Regions from separate parts of the Ovis aries genome. Here region 1 is linked to region 2. The links are chromatin contacts, called in public Hi-C maps. All regions are on one chromosome and are shown on one strand. The core of a region is the stretch at or near the end of the contact, and the rest is flanking DNA. Distances in the headings are between cores, read along the strand shown. Region 1 overlaps HIVEP2 (HIVEP zinc finger 2). Region 2 has its middle 270 kb from the start of HIVEP2.

Region 1 (2,700 bases), core at 160-2,659, 210 kb before region 2:
ATCCAGGGATCGAACTCAGGTCTCCCACATTGCAGGTGGATTCTTTACCAGCTGGGCCACAAGGGAAGCCCATTTTTCTCCTGATTATCAGTGAATCATCAAGGACAACCTTCAGTCTCCAAGATGATGAGCACTGCTGCCTGGGGTTGTTGTGAAGATTACATGAGATCTGAACTCTGGTTGCCAGAATTGCTGGGTTCAAGTTATTGCTCTGCAACTACCTATCTTTATGCCTTTGGGCAAGTTAATGTGGCTTAGTTTCTTTGACTGTAACATAGGATAATGACAGTGCGTACCTCTAGAAATGTTGCCAGGAATACATAAGTTAGTAAATGTAAAGCATTTAGGACTGTGCAATCCACGTGGTAGACATTAAACAAATGTTATTCTGAAACATAACATCTGTTGTCATTCTCTTGTTCAGAGCACCTATATTTTTTAAAATCATTATTCAAAATAGGGATATACATATGATTTTATAAAGTAATATTTGTCTTGAGCTTTAGTCAATGAAATTATTGAACACCTATCCCTAAGACACTTCAAGTTCTATTGCGACAAGTAAAACATGACCCTGTACCCCAGCCACTCCGGCCTTGGGAAGTTATCCTGTCGACTGGTTTTCTCTGCGCTATGTTGGAGAGCAGCATAGATGTTAATTGAAACTATGTTTTATAGCATAAGTAAAAGGCAGTGCATGAAGGACAGAAGGGAATACTAATAATAGATCATACCTTAGTGTATTTCTCAGCATAGCAGATCATCCTGGTATTCTTCCAGAGAAAGATAGAGTAAAATGGACAGAACAGAGATAGGTCATCAGAAAAACTGGATATTCAAGTGCTAAGTATGCTTTTTCCTGACTATGTGACTGTGAGCAGTTGACTTAACCTGTGTCTCTCTTTCTTCACCTAAGAAACCGGCACGTAGCCACCTTGCTGAGTATCTTGATTAATTGAGCCAATGCTTGTGAACTATGAGATGTTGGGCATTTGTATTTTTGCATGATTTATATTATATAGAGGTTGTGGATTTCTAAAGATCAATGGCTCAGAAACAACCACTTAGAATAATGTAGTTTTAATAGGATTACAGAGAACTTTATTATTCTCTGTAGAATTACCTGTTGATCAATAATAGGTGGGTGACTTGCTGCAGAAGTCAGATCCTGCTCCCCCCCAAAAAATAATCACAGCTGGAAGATGAAATGGGACAGAGAGGTTATGTGGCTGACCTAAGGGAATAGTTCACAAGCTGTGGAATAAAAACTGACTGAGAGGATCCTTCCCCTCCTCTTTCCACACTGCTCCCCAACTATTTCTCAGTTGGATGGAAGGAGTACAGGCTTTGAAGTCAGACCTGAGTTAAAATCCCTGCTGTGTCACTTACTAGTTATGACTCAGGCTGGTTACGAAACCTCTGAGCCTCACGTCCGTCATCGGCACAGGGGTTAGCATCACTTGCCTGGCAGAGTTGTGGGCAACAGAGATTACATCTGTAAGCTACCTGCCCGACAGCTAGCTGATACGTTATTTTTCTCATGATTATACATGGCCAGATTTCAAGGCAACTTGAATTACACCCTTGCTGAATAGGAATACTAATGCAACTAATAATAGCAACTGTTTAACTGAAGGGTTCCATGTGCCAGGCACAAGTCCAAGTACACTACGCCTATGAGTATCTTATTTAATCTCCAAACCAGCCTGATGATATGAGTATTACTGTTATTGCCACTGAAGCTTCATACGTGTAGCTAGCATGCCCAAGGTCACCCAGTGAGTTGGTGGGGGAGCAGGTTTCCAAATCTGTGCACTTGTGACTCTGGATCCCACTTTCCTCGTTACTGGATTATTCCTGTTCCTCCCTGGCCAGTTTAGGGATGTAGGACAGAGAATGAAGGGACTAGTTGTTTCAGGAGAATTGTTTTATGAGTTGGGTGAGTGTTTGCTTTCGCAGTCTTCATTCAAATAGACACTATTGGAAGAGACCAGCACTCACCTAACACGTAAATCACGTAACTTGTGAGAGTGTTCCAAAGTCTCGTACAGCACCGCTTTCCTTCTTTGTACTGTTTTATACTTGTCAGGATTGTCGTGAGCATTTAGGGGGATGATAACTGGAGAGCCCAGTCCTGGCAGACATCTCCAGCTCTAATCTCTGGGCCCCCCTCTCTTCTTAAGTAGCAGTCTGGCACTGAGGACAGATCCTTGGGGAATGCCTGCTTTCTTTTTCTACATTAAACCAGTGGAGTTCTCTGTTATTTAGCACTCCCATGATGTTATATCACAGGACATTACTACTGATCCCCTTGAAAGTGCAATAAAACATTTGCTCACATACCTTCTCGTTGAACATACTTCTGATCAACTACCTTAGCTGAAGACAGGCACATCTCATTGGTCTTTTCATTGATTTGCGTCCTGTGTCTGGATATGTGCATGCAGAGCGCAGTCCCTTTAAGAACCACTAGCCCTCAGCAAAAAATAACCTAGAGCAGCTCAGGTTACTTACTGCTGGGCTCCAGAGACTCTTCAGGGGGTCAGGTTGCTTTTTTCTCTGGCACCTGCCTCAGCAGGGATGTAGGAAGAAGTTGCTTTATTCCAGCAGAGAAGTTCTGGGTGGATCTGGGCACTGGAGTCCTTACCTCCAGCTTCTGGATGTGACCCTGCCTTCATGGTAGCAAGGTTTTGATTGGGC
Region 2 (2,700 bases), core at 29-2,528:
CCATGCTCCTCTGTCTATGGAATTCTCCAGGCAAGAATACTGAAGTTGGTAGCCATTTCCTTCTGGGATCCCTGGGATCTTCCTAGGCTGGGGAACGAACCTGGGTCTCCTGCACTGCAGGCAGATTCTTTACCATCTGAGCCACTAGGCATCATTAGATCCTGTTTGTTTGAATGCTTGATGTCAGGCTGTCCCCTAACCTGGTGCTCCGATGCCCTCAGACTCTGTTCTTTCACTTCTTGGACCTTAAAAAATGGGCCCTACTCTCAGTGGGTCATATACTAACAGTTCTTAAAATTCATTCTCTTATCTTCCCACAACTCTCTCCAAATTTTAGTTGTAAAGTTCTTTATACCCCAAGGACTAGGATATATGCTTCTAGATGGGCCTATAGTAATCTGTGCTTGTACCTTTGGAAATACTCCAGTGTGTTAATTTCTCCCTTTATAGAATAAGCTCCTTGAGGAAAAGAATGGAAGCTGATTCTAATTGTAGAGAAACAAAATATGTTTGTGAAAGGATTGAGTGATTACATCTCATCTCCAATATCAAATAAAGCACATGGAGGGATTTCCCTGGTGGTCCAGTGCTTTCCAAAGCAGCGGACGTAGGTTCTGTCCTTGGTTGGGGAACTAAGTTCCCACATGCCATGGGGCAGCTAAGCCCATGAGTTGCAACTAGAGGAGCCCATACATGGCAACTGAGACCTGACACAGCAAAATAAATATTTTTAAAATAAAAAATAAATAAAAATGAAACACATGAAGATGTTCAAGCAATGGTGTGGCCCATAGTGACTCTTACCCTTATCCTTATCCAGCTACTCAGTCATGGTGGCCAACACTACCATCTCCCTCAATCCTTACAAAATATCCTCAGAGCAATCATAATTCATTGCTCTGCTTTGTATACATACTTCATGCAGCTGGTTTTTCTTTTTTAATTTCTTGCATATTATGTGCAGAATAACACATATATTTAGAAAGTCTGTAACATTCATTTACACCCTTTTGTCAAGTGAAAATGTAAAAGCAAATGATTGCAATTACTCCTCTGTAACAAAGTCATTTACCTGTTTAATGGGTGCTTAATTGTTGGTCCTTTATATTACGGTAGCCACATAATTTATATTCCAAACTGTGACTGCTTTGAGAGTGAACGAGAGCACTATTAATAATTGCACAGGTCGACAGGGGTAAGCTTGGACTCTACAGGACATAGTGGGACATATGGTCACACTATTTATAGATGAAGATGCTGCTGAACTAGCACCAACAAAGCATGCCCCTGGGACCGTCCTTCCCTAATTGTGACGTGTGCATGATGAGCCAGTTACATCTGTTTACCAGGATAGCCTTGTAGCTAATAGGATAGATGTGGGCAAGGTTAATTTGTGCCTGGATTTTAATTTATAAAGGTGAATGAGTGATGATGCAGAGAGGCTAATACTATTGAAAGAAAATTTTTATTACTTACAGTTACTTACAGGAAGGGGCTTACCATGTCCAAGGGGTATGCCATGTCCAATAGGGCCACAGGGGGAAGCACCAGGTTTTCTCAGGGGATAGATGCAAGATCCAGGGGAAAATATTTATTGCGTTTTCCATGGGAAAGGAAAGGCGGGCAGGGGCAGTGGCTTAAGGCTGGCTAATTTGAATGCTGTTGGTGGGCTCTGGGTTATATGGGTGGGCTCTCTAGTTTCTCGGGTGATTTGGGGTGGGAGAAATATTGGCTTGGTGTGTCAGTTAAAAGAGGTGGTTGGGAACGTCCCTGGTGGTCCAGTGGTTAAGAACCTGCCTGCCCATGCTGGGGACAGGTTTGATCCCTGGTCCAGGAGGATTCCACATGTCTTGGGGAAACTTCCGAAGCCTGTGTGACTAGAGCCCATTTTCTGCCACAGGTAACCACATTGAGAAGCCTGTGTGCCGCAGCTAGAGTAGCTCTCACTCGCCGCAACTAGAGAAAGTTCACACACAGCAGTGAAGACCCAACACAGACAAGAATAAAGAAATCATTTATTTTTTAAAAAAAGAGGTGGTTGGAGATTTGGACCCAGAATTGATTGGAGGGTTTGTGATATGATTTCTGTGCTCTTACAAAATCTGTATCACAAGGGGAGATGTGCAGAACTCTGGTTATTAATTTGGCCCTGTGATGAATGAATGCCAAAAACTAATGATGCCTCTGAAAACTCACTGCCTCAGTGGAGACTGAAACCTCAAACTTCATATTTAGTCTGAAGCTCTAATCCACACAATGAGCTGGCCCATTCTCAGTTTAGGAATAATGGCCTCGAGGTGCCTGGTTGGGCGACACAGACCAAAGGGGCTCCATTGAGGGTAGGTTTAAGGTCCATCTTCAAAATCAATGGTTTGAAGAGGACTTCTCTCTAGGTTTTGCATGAAGATGTAAAAATTAAACACATTCTACTGCATTTCAAGGAAAACCATAGCAGACTGGCTTGATTTGAGGAATGACGTGAAGTCCTCTTTTTTGATATCAGGGAGGGATTCACCGCTGAGGACAGGTGGCCCAGACTCAGTGTGTCCAATGGTGAGGCAAGAAAGCGGGAGTCCATTCAGGGAGGCCATGAAGCTGTCACTTCTTGAGCTCTCCTGTGACCCCAACCAAGAGGTCACAGGGAAGTTCACATGTTTATTGTATAGCTGAGGGCACTGAGAGGGGTTGAGGAAGTGTCCC

What was found. Hi-C and Micro-C count contacts between places; a contact is called where the count stands out from the background.
Region 1: a contact with region 2 is called in a Hi-C map of muscle, with 3 times the contacts expected there. The contact joins two enhancer-like sites. A contact is called at or near these places in 2 of 16 Hi-C or Micro-C datasets (liver and muscle).

The regions. Positions count from the first base shown.
Region 1 is chr8:67,547,865-67,550,564 of ARS-UI_Ramb_v3.0, reverse strand. The region is part of intron 2 of HIVEP2 (HIVEP zinc finger 2); the gene reads left to right. Among named protein-coding and RNA genes, the nearest start is that of HIVEP2, 59 kb to the left of the region's middle. Within about 2 kb of position 1,409, at least 7 of the 54 cell types and tissues checked have an H3K27ac peak or open chromatin away from gene starts, as enhancers often do. A contact at or near this core is called in muscle, where this site is marked.
Region 2 is chr8:67,340,664-67,343,363 of ARS-UI_Ramb_v3.0, reverse strand. No RefSeq gene overlaps it. Among named protein-coding and RNA genes, the nearest start is that of HIVEP2, 270 kb to the left of the region's middle. Within about 2 kb of position 1,278, at least 2 of the 54 cell types and tissues checked have an H3K27ac peak or open chromatin away from gene starts, as enhancers often do. A contact at or near this core is called in muscle, where this site is marked.